Regions from separate parts of the Mus musculus genome. Here region 1 is linked to region 2. Evidence: chromatin contacts called from public Micro-C data. All regions are on one chromosome and are shown on one strand. The core of a region is the stretch at or near the end of the contact, and the rest is flanking DNA. Distances in the headings are between cores, read along the strand shown.

Evidence for each region. Hi-C and Micro-C count contacts between places; a contact is called where the count stands out from the background.
Region 1: a Micro-C map of granulosa cells shows a contact between it and region 2, with 3 times the contacts expected there. The contact joins the enhancer-like site here to the promoter of Gpam in region 2. A contact is called at or near these places in 8 of 484 Hi-C or Micro-C datasets (the Ba/F3 cell line, cerebral cortex, cortical glia and 4 more), 4 of 115 datasets of contacts at active chromatin or transcription factors (the SCID.adh cell line, embryonic fibroblasts, embryonic stem cells and 1 more) and 2 of 9 other capture datasets (adipose tissue and pancreatic islet).

The regions. Positions count from the first base shown.
Region 1 is chr19:55,161,260-55,167,142 of GRCm38.p6, forward strand. No RefSeq gene overlaps it. Among named protein-coding and RNA genes, the nearest start is that of Tectb, 17 kb to the right of the region's middle. Within about 2 kb of position 4,417, at least 25 of the 459 cell types and tissues checked have an H3K27ac peak or open chromatin away from gene starts, as enhancers often do. A contact at or near this core is called in the SCID.adh cell line and granulosa cells, where this site is marked.
Region 2 is chr19:55,096,519-55,101,895 of GRCm38.p6, forward strand. Gpam (glycerol-3-phosphate acyltransferase, mitochondrial) reads right to left here and starts at 2,959. Exons shown (of 21, transcript NM_008149.4): 1 at 2,811-2,959; 2 at 979-1,109. The coding sequence starts at 1,080. Gm31356 (a long non-coding RNA gene) reads left to right here and starts at 3,025. Exons shown (of 3, transcript XR_001782666.2): 1 at 3,025-3,114.

The DNA of each region.
Region 1 (5,883 bases), core at 3,167-5,666, 66 kb after region 2:
TTAGAACTGCCTCCTCTGAAATATGGAACTCTCCCTCCTCCGTGAGTAAAAGAGTTAGCATGCCCCACCCGTCTCTGCCTTACTGGGTCAGCTGAAACCTGAGTCCAGAGTAACCGCACCGACTCCATTTGTCCTTTCTTCCAAAAGCCGCTTTCTTGTCATCTTCTCACTTGTAATGTGTACGCTACCTCTAAAGGGACACCTTGAAGTTACTTGATACAGGTCCCAAAAGTCCCAGGACGATGGCTACAACTCCACCGGGATGCTATCAGAGCACTCGAGATCACTGATGCAGACAAATGGGGATTGCCCGATAGGATAATGGTTTCAGGGTACTGAAAAGGAGTCCCTGGCATGAAGTTCTGGGCTTGAGTGATGAAGACAGGGGCTGATTCCACTCCAGATAAGCCCGAGAGAGGAGACGAGAGGGCAGCATATGCATGTTTTCAATGGCCACTTGATAGGGTAGGGTACCTGTGAAGGACCCGAGGAGAGATTCTGGAGGGCAGCTTGTGGGTCAGGTGGTTGTTCGCTGATTCTAAATCCCATTTATTAGTAGAAAAGCAAGGACTTTTTGCATTGATCCTAAGTGAGGTTATTTTCTGTGTCTCCTGTTGTTCAAGAACTGGGGAAAGAATAATAATAATAATAATAATAATGAATAAATAATGCCAGTTTCTGAACAAAACAATATTCTCTTGCCAAATGAAAGGGGACAGTTTCATAATAAAACTAGATTCCTGTTCCTGACTCTGTATAAAAATCGCCTCATTGTGGGTGCTAGACCTTAATGTAAGAGCTGAAACTCTGAAAGTGTTAGAGACAGAAGCATGCACAAAAACTTTCTCAAAGGGACTCCGATCACGCAGGAACATAAAGTCCTGACAAGTGTGGTTGCATGATGTTAAAAGACTTCTGGATAGAAGAGAGTTGACAGAACAAATGAAGAGATGGCCTATTGAACGGCAGAAAAGTCACTGTTAACTATACATCTCACAGAAGGCTTAGTATCCAGAATACAAAAGGAACTCAAAAATCTAAATACCAACAAACCGCACAATGCAATCAACAAATGGCCCAGTGATAAGGACGGACAGACAGCTCCCAGAAGAGGATGCCCAGAGGGCTAGGAAATATGAAAGGTGTCCAACAGCCTTCTTCAAGGAAATCCAAACTAAACTACACTGAGATTGTATCTCCCGGTCACACTGGTTACCATGGAGACAACAAAGGTCAAGGAGATGGCTCTGTGGGTGTAAACACAGACAAGCTGTGCTAGCCCAGCTCTCAAAAACTTGTACCCTGACCTACACACATACATTGTGAAAACACACACATGCACACACACATTGTGCACACAGACACACACACACAGAGACACACACACATGCACACACAAACACGCACATTCTGCACACACACATGCACACATGCACACACACATTGTGCACACAGACAAACACACACAAACACACACACACATGCATATACACACATTGTGCACACACACACACATGCATGCACACACACCTAATAAATTTGTAAGCAAAGCAGAACAAGTGATAAGTGCTGGTTAAAATGTGAGAAAGGGGAGCCTATATATATGTATATGTATATATATATGTATATATATGGTGTGTATGTGTTTTTATATATGTATATGTATACATATATACATATAACATATACACATATACATACACATACACATACACATATACATATACATATACTACTGGTGGGAGGTTCTCAAAATGCTGAGAAATAAAACTACCATAGGCCCAGCGATGCTACTGTGGGCATGCCCAAAGCACACTAGGTCAGTACATTGCAAGGAATCTCAAACAGCCACGTTTATGGTGGCACTTCTCACAATAGCCAAAGAATAGAATCAGACCATGTGTCCATGAACACATGAAGAGAAATAGAAATTACATGTGTATCCACAGGAGCTATATTCAGCCATAAGGAAGAGCAAGATTATGTCATTTGTCAAAAAATAGATGAAGTCAAAGGCCATTATATTAAATACACTAATGTCAACTCAGGAAGAAACACATCAAGAATGTCCTCCCATTGATGGATTATGATACATAGGGCTTAAAGGGAGGGCAGGAGGAGGACGGAGGGAGATTAGCCCAAGAAGAGAGGTAGGGAAGAGGGTGGCAAGCAGGTGAGTACCCTAGAAAATATAATACACTTGAAAGGAGTTGTCTTCATGAAAACAAGCATTCTACACAATGATAGAGACCAATAAAGAATGTCTTAAAGAAAAACAAATAAACTTTGTCATAACAGTTGGAATGAGACAGGCTTTCCAATCGTGAGGACAGTTATCACTTACACTCTCAAGTATATGTGTGGGAGGAGCAAAGCTCAAATCTGTAATAAAAATGTGTCTTTTATATCATGAATAAGAACATGCTTAAAGATCAATTTTTAATTTTTTTTTAAGTTTTTTGAAGCAGGGTTTCTCAGTGTAGCCCTGGCTTTCCTGGTACTCACTTTGTAGACCAGGCTGGTCTCAGACCCAGAGACCCACCTGCCTCTGCCCTCCAAGTGCTGGGATTGAAGGCGTGCGCCACCATGTGAAGCCAGTGGTGGTTTCAATGAAAGATTTTAAATTGTAGAACAGAGAAGGGGATGTGGTTCCACGGGTAAGGTCACCTGCTCCACAAGTGCAAGAGCTGAGTTTGGAGTCTCCAGAACTCATGTTAAAAGCCAGGCATGACTGCACAGGGCTGAAACCCCAGCACTGGAAAATTTGAACAGCCCGCCTAGCTGAAACTACTAACGTCCAGCTCAATGAAAGAATCTGTGGGCCTTTACTCAAATGGTTTACACTACTATACCCCTTTCCATCTTTGCCTTTGAATATTTGAAATTATTCATGAGCGATCCTGACCATCTAAGACATGAATGTGTTGAAGGAGGCCTGGGTTGTGGGATCTGTGGGGTAGTCTGACGCAGAGAGGCAAGCAGGGGCAGTCAGCACAATTATCATCACTCAGATACCAATCAGTGGAAGTGAATGCAATGGCCTCAGCAGAGGTGAGGGGCAAGGAAGAAGATATACAGAAGAGGAAGTTAGTAGGGACTTACAGTTCAGATAAATGTTAACAGTTGCAGGAATAAGATGTGGGCCAGAGTTCAGTCCCCAGGGATCACAGAGGTCCTACTGTGTGCTGCAGCTGGAAGTGATAATCACAGGACAACAGCAGCTTGTAAGCTGGGAGCTCTCAAGGATGCCTGGGAAGGGCACAGTTAAAGATAGCAGCAGCAAGACAAACACTGAACTAGATCAAAGTTTATACAGAGGTTGCTTCAAGGAGATCCAACTCTGTGTTTGTCTCTCTGCTTCCATAATATTTTATATGTTTCCTAAAAGTTATAATATTTCTGCAACAACTGTGTGTTATTTCTGTAGTATGCACAGCAAGCTAGAAAAGAAATTGAGAAGATGAGAGGAGGAAATGTCCCAAGAAGACTGATGGGGGCAGGGGGAGCTGAGGAGAGTTGAGGAGTGCTGAGGAGGAGCTGAGGAGAACTGAGGAGGAGCTGAGGAGAGCTGAGGAGGAGCTGAGAAGAAGGTCTCTGAAGAAAGCTGAGGAGGAGCTGAGAAGGAGCTGAGGAGAGCTGAGGAGGAGCTGAGCAGAAGGTCTCAAAGACCAGAAGGGAGCTGAGGAGAGCTGAGGACGGCTGAGGAGAAGCTCAAGAAAACTGAGGAGGAGCTGAGGAGAGCTGAGGAGAGCTGAGGAGGAGCTGAGGAGAAGGTCTCAGAGAGCAGAGGAGAGCTGAGGAGAGCTGAAAAGGAGCTGAGGAGAGCTGAGGAGGAGCTGAGGAGAGCTGAGGAGGGCTGAGGAGTGCTGAAGAGAAGCTGAGGAGAAGGTCTCAGAGAGCAGAGGAGAGCTGAGGAGAGCTGAAAAGGAGCTGAGGAGAGCTGAGGAGGAGCTGAGGAGAGCTGAGGAGGGCTGAGGAGTGCTGAAGAGAAGCTGAGGAGAGCTGAGGAGAAGGTCTCAGAGAGCTAAGGAGAGCTGAGGAGAAGGTCTCAGAGAGCTGAGGAGAGCTGAGGAGAAGGTCTCAGAGAGCTGAGGAGAGCTGAGGAGAACTAAGGGAAGCTGATGAGGAGCTGAGGCGAGCTGAAGAGGAGCTAAGGAGAAGGTATCAGAGACCAGAGGGGAGCTGAGGAGAGTTGAGGAGGAACTTAAAAGAATTGAGTAGAGCTGAGGATGAGCTGAGGAAAGCTGAGGTCTCAGAGAGCTGAGAATTGCTGAGAGCTGAGGAGAAGGTCTCAGCCAAATACCAACAAACCTCTGCTCAGAGTCACTTCTCAAGGCCTGTCTCTGCCTGTACTCTCATGAGCTATAGTCATTGCAACCTTTAGTCAGAGATAAAACACCCTCAGCTGCAAGGCTGACTTCATTATCAGAAAGACCTTGTGTGGGTGACCTTGTAGCTTTTACAACATCTGCCTACCTACCAGTCTCTCTCCACTTAGGAAAATATGAGACAGACAGATGTTTAGATAGAAGACAGATAGGTAGATAGATGACAGAAAGGCAGTTAGACAGATATAGATAAACACATGTATGTAACTATGGATTGGCATATTATGAAGTACGTTGAGTTTGTTTGTTTGTTTGTTTGTTTGTTTGTTTGTTGGGTTTTGGGGGGGTTGTTTTGTTTGCTTTACTTTTTATTCCTTCCTTCAGTCCATCAACTCTGCCCTCCTTCCTTTTACACAGGGATGGACTTCATGGTCATTATTGCAGTTAACAAGTTCATACCTAAGTGAGACTCTTCAAGCCATTCATTCGTTCATTCCCCCCAGGAACCTGTTCCCAGTTCTGTGCAAGCTGGCCAGCGGGGAAAGCTTCCTGGTTGGCACCAACTTGATTTCTTCAAGAGCCGTGGCCAGTGTGTGTGTGTGTGTGTGTGTGTGTGTCCTCAGAAATAGGCTCTTAGCATCAAATTCTGCTAAGCAACCAAGAGCAACAGTGCTAGCCTGTGTTTCAATTTCTGAATGTCTTTTCTGTAACTTTCACCCTAACTTTTTTAAACCCGTGACTAAAGCATGTCAATTTGCTCATGGTCACAGAGTTATAGACAGAAACAGAACAGTGAGAGGATGTAATCAGAGGTTCTCAACCTGGGGGTCAAATGACCTTTTCACAGGGGTCACCTAAGACCATTGGAAACACAAATATTTTCATTATGATTTCATAACAGTAGCAAAATTACAGTTATGAAGTAGCAACAAAAAATAATTTTGTGGTTGGAGGTTACCACCAGACCCTGCTGTGGGGAGCCCTCTGCCTCTCTGAGGGAAGTCTGTCCTGAACTATGTAGATCTTGGAGGTATAAACAGGACTGTATGTGGATTTCCTATCTTAAACACCTATTTAAATTTACATTTTCATTGCTTTTTAATCCAGCCTTAAAGAGAATAGAAAGGGGACTTGAAACAAGACTCCTAAGCAGATTCTTAATGGCCCAGGCAACTAGTAGAGGACACAGTGCACACAGTCAGGAGGGGAGCAACACTGCATGACAACTAACTTAGTTGCTCAAAATCAACTTGCCAGATTGTTGTTTGACTTTTTTATTGCAAAAGAAAACTAAACCAGTGTACTAAGATCTCCCATTCTGGATCTTGCAGCACACACAAGTCCAATTCTGGGTGATCCCAAAAAAATTAATCATTATTCAAACTAACATATCACCTCACTAGATCACAGCCAAATAAAGCCCGACAACAGGGAACTGCAAATGAGACACTCCACAGGCTGAGTTGCAGGCAACTCTGGCTCTGGAACACAAGTTGGCCAACACAAAGCAAGGGATACAACAACCAGAAAAACACTTTGTCTGTGTCCCGCAGTG
Region 2 (5,377 bases), core at 1,709-4,208:
TAGAAAAATCGGGCATCCATATTACCCAGTGAATTATTATTTAGCCACAAAAAGGAATAAAAACCAAAGAAGCTAAGAGCTAGTTATGTTAACAATAACCCAACACACAAAAGCCAACTACTGCCTTTCTTACAAGAACAAGCTGAAAATGTGAACCTCATAGAAGCAGAGATAGAAGAGTAACCCCCGGGGCCAGAGGGACTTCTGACAGTGGGATGAAGAAGTCACACTCCAAACCCCTGTGCTCAGTCAACCTTATGCCCTTCCAAAGCACACACTACTCCCATACTCCCACGGGAAAACCACGCAGGCTTGACACAGTGAGCAGGTGTTCTTACAACAGTTTAGAAGAAAAACAAAGTATGTTTAATGACATTCTGTTACCAGGAGCATTTAAAGCCTAGAATTTGAATCACAGCCACATCACCTGACCAGAGTCAAGTCCTGTCCTTCAGATTATTCTTTAACTTTCTGTTCATTGTTTTTCAGATCCCACGGATACAATGTTCTTAAAAACAACCAATTAATATCAATTTTTGTTGAGGTATTTTAAACACTCCATGTAATGCTGAATTAGTACCACCACAAGAAAATGCATGCTTTTCAATTAGTTTAATAAACAAGTTTCCTGTTTTTTATGTTTTAGAGTTAATTTCCATTATAAAACTCAGGCTTACTAAATATAAGTTGTGTGGTAGATACTAAAAGGAAAAAAAAAATGTTTAAGCACACTACACAAAACAATGGTTACTATTTTGCCTCCATACAAGAAGTTTTATTTTTTAAATACAATTACTGCTCTGAAATTTTCCACCCATTTTTTTTTCTTCCCAGTTAATACTACCAAAAATTTTAAATCTTAGATTGTAAAAACACCATTTCTAAGAGTCGGAAGCAGTTTCTTTGATGATTAATCTCTACTTGATATCACTGCAAACATTTTAAGTGGGCTGTGATGAAGGCTTCTCGTCAACTTACCCAGTCCTCACTGGTGTGTTTACATCGGCCAAGGCTGTATTCCGATGAACTGGGCAGATAAGAAACGTCTATTGTGCCAACTGTCACTGAAGACTCCTCCATGGCAGAACGTGCAAGTCCCAAACCATGTGCTGTAAGAAATAAGCACTACTCAAGGAAGTATCCAGAGAGTAACCCCGGGCCTCAAACTGCTCATCTCCTCACAGTTCTGCTTAGTAACAAGATATTACATGAACTGACAGATTGCTAGTGTAGTGAGTAGCAGCAAAAAGCTATAGCTTGGTGGTAGAGTGCTCATCTGGCCCGATCTGTTTACATGTCTGCTAAACTGCCCTGACCTCAAAGGTCAACATTCACAGACCAGTATTTTCCGAACATACAAGGATACAGCAGCTGTAGCCTTCAGATTCCTGGGCAAAACTGTCATGAGAAGTCACTTGTAAAAAAAAGGAAGACAACTTCAAAATAAGGCACTTGTAATAATACTGGCTTGCAACGAATAATTATTTCACTTTTGTTAATAACTGAGTATCCCTGGGAGGATAGAGACAAAAACTTTTTTATTATTTATTTATGGATGTGTGTGCATGTATAGGCATATACATATGAGTGCTGGAGGAGGCCAATACTGCACATCAGATCCCTGGAGCTAGGTCGTGAGCTACCTGATGCAAGTGCTGGGACCAAACTCTGATCCTCTGAAAGATCAGCGGGACTGTTAACCACTGCGCCACATCTCCAGCCCCAGCGTAAGCTTACTTGGTAAGACATTTTATATGTATGAATGCAGCTTTTTTTAATTTTTAAAAACCTTATATCATCTTTATTTAATTATTTTAGCTGCTGGCTTCCCCCTGCCCCCCAGCATTAGATTCTTCTCTTAAAATCAAAATCCACCTTCAGTGAGAGAACACTGTTCTCTAAGAGGAACACCTGGACTCTTTACAATCCCCACGTGGATTTGCTCCGATAACTGTTTAGCCTCAAAACAACATCTGCCCTTAGCCGTTCAGCATAAGCAATCAGCTGACACCAGAGATCAGTAAAGCACCCCATCTGGTGGGAAAAGTTCTTTATTATAAAGATTCGACGCCCCCTCCCCCTACCAACTTCCGGTTCTGAATGGCCACACAACGGAGGGGGGCCGGGAGTGGGGGAGCACACTGCAGCCTGAGAAAAGAAATGAGGCGATCGGAGGAGGAAAGGGAGGCTTGTGCCAACAGACGTCCAAGCCTTGCTCCTCCAGCCCCACAGGGTTTACTTGAGGTCAAGCCAGATTTTTTTACAGGAGAGGGGAGGAGAATAAAAGAAAAGAATCCCAGAGGCTCTAAACAGCAGTGCTGAGCAGGGAAGAAAACAAAATCTGACAGTGGGCCACAGGCAGGGGCAAGGGGGCCCCTCTGGAGTTCAAGGCCCCGTCTGCACACCACGCATGTGAATTTGGACAAGTTGGTTAACTACTACGCCTTGCTTCTCCCATCTGGAAAATGGGCAGCATGCCACCCGACAGCTGTGTCCGGCTGCAGGGAGGGCAGGGGTCTCCATAGCACGCCCGGGACACTGTGGGGTACGCGGGGCTGCTGTCAGCGGGCGGTCCCTGGAGCCAGCTGCTCGCGGAGTCCCCCGCTGCCTCGGTTTCCCTCCCGGCCCCCCGGGACGGAGCGTGCTGGGATGTCAGCCCTGCTGGTGCTGTCACTGCAGCCCGGTCCCTGGAGCGATACCGTGCCCACCCATCCGGGAGCCCGGCCCACTCCAGGGGGAACCCGGGTGTCCGCCCCGGACTCTTGCAAAGCCTCGGGCGGGCCCAGGGAGAGCGGCGCCCACCCACGCACCTGACCCCGCGCTCCGGCCCAGCGGCGTCTGCAGCCGCAGCCCGCACCGCGCACAGCGCACCGCGCTCCTCTCCACCCGCCCGGCAGCTCGCGCCTGGGCGCACGCAGCTGCCAGCGCTTCGGCTCTGCGCCTGCTGCAGCGGCGCGCCGCGATGACGCGGGCGGCGCGCGGCAGTGACGTCGGGGCTGCCGGCCGCCAGGCTTAGCGTAAGGCGCTTGGAGGAAGGGGACGGTGGGGACGGAGAGCATGGGGAGTGAGCCTGATGTCTACACTGCCCAAGCTGCATGCTTCGTGCATCGGCCGGTGGGTCTGTCTGTCTGTCTGCCATCTCCCTTGCGTGACCTCAGCTAGCCTAGGCTAGCACCAGGCCCTGTCCTGTGGCGGAATGCATTCGGGCTGCGTGGGTTTAGGTACTTGTGCGTGATCTTGCCTTTTTGTATGTGAGACCAAGCTCAATTTGTGAAGAATGAAGAGGCAAGGACTGCAGAGTGCAACGTTGTGAAATGTCTGAGTGACCGAGCCCGCAACGGCGAAAAAAATGTAGAATAGACAAAGGAAGGCTTGAAAGATAACTAAAAACATGCCCATAGCTCCCTAGAACCCAAATGCCTGGGCCCAGCACATCAGACATAAACAGAGAGGCCGCTCCTCTCCCTCTGTCCCCAGCAGTTGTCCCTGCTGTGGCCCGGAGATGCTGTCCCTCTCCTGTTGTGCTTCTGCCTCTCATCCCAGCACTCTGTAGTCCCAGAACTGCTTCTCCAAGCCTTCCCTTCCACCCCATTCCTCCATTATCACAGCCTCCTGCGACATCTCAAAGATTAACCAGAGCACCATGTCTCAGGTCCTCATCCATCGGTGTCAGACTGCAAACCCATGGCAGCGACAGTGCCTTACATCAGGGTCCTAATTAATATGTTATAATAAGCACCCAGTAAATACTGGGAGCTGAGGCACAACAAGAAAAACTAGATTTCCTTAGCTTGAACTTTCCACTTCTCTTTATAAACCCATCCTACAAAGCAAATATTCTCTTCTGGGAAACAACCCCAGAGAGTAGAAGTGGCCATTCATCAAGGACCCTGCCTTGATTTAGCCTCACATGTACCTTAGCAAAAAAAAAAAACAAACATACTTCACTAAGGCTCTCAAGGAGTGTATATTGGCTACAAAGAGTAATTTCTTATCCCAAAACATTGTGAAATTTTGTGCACAGGATACAGGGGCCCTAACAACAAAACAGGCATGGAAGGAAAGCATGAAGAAAAACTTTAGATTGATAAAGAAGATAAGAGAAATGAATTAGACTGACAAAGAAATTCTAAAATGTAAGCCATATGGAAAGTGTGTCTTACATAAAACTCAGTCATAGTGACTCTTCTTGCACAAGAGTGGCTGTGCATGTGAATGTGGGTTTGCCGTGCTAAGTTCTGGTTACATAATGAAAATTGTTTTGGAAACAGGTGGCACCCTAAGCAATTTATTTTATCAGCAGAGTGATTTATAGTAACCAGTCTAGCCAGTCAAGATGGAGCAACAGGGGAGAATTTGCTGTCTTATTTAATACAAGAAAAACCAAACAGGCAGTATAAAACAGTGACATTCAAGAATCAGACATTCTGTACCTTAGGTCGACAGTCCAAGGGGAGGCACACAATGAGCTGAACCCTGTACTTGCTTTGGCTTATCACCTAGAGAGAGTTATCAGGCTTCAGTACAGAAAGAAGGAATTCAGCCAGGTTTAGGTAGACTGAAATGAGGAGATAGAATTGAGAGACTATGGGTGTCAAAGCAGGAGCAACATCAGAGTACCAGAGAGGAGAAAGCTATGTGGCAAAAGAAGCCATGGAGACCTGCAGACACAGGTTCAGGGAAGAAGAACACATAAACATGAAGTGAAGAAGAACACTCACTGTGGCTAGCACAATATGGGGACTGCTCTTGGATCTACAAGTCATAGCTAAAAGATTCTCGGTGGTCATAAAGGATGCTTAAAATGCCTGATCTTCAAAGACTCTAGAAACCTCATTATTTATGACATAAATGATCTCACCTCAGTAGCAGAGCAAAAATAGCCCTACAATAAAGTCATATTATGGTCATATTTAACAACCCTAAAAACCCAGTGCCACCCCTACCCCTTGGACAATTTCAAAAACAAGCATACAAACAAAAGACCACCAAAGTACCCAAGAATAAAGCATGAGGATGCTTACAGGGAACAAAATTTAAAATATCCTGTTCCTCACAAAGTGAGATTCTCAGTGTTTCAAATTGAGATTGTAGGCAGGCATGCAAAAAGAAAAGAAAAAAGAAAACAGGAAAGAGTGATGCACAGCAGAAATGGAGAAACCCATGAATCAAGAATGCTAGAGCTAGCAGAGTTAACAGCAAGTAGAAGAGAGACATGGAAAAAAGATTCAGCCAGATCTAGACCGGGAGAGGATGTGGCTCAGCTGGTATGTGGCTTGCCAAGGTGGCATGCGTGAAGTCGTGCACCCTGTCTCTACCACCACATAAAAGGAGGTGTGGTGATACAGAACAGACCTTGAATACCAGCACAGAAGAG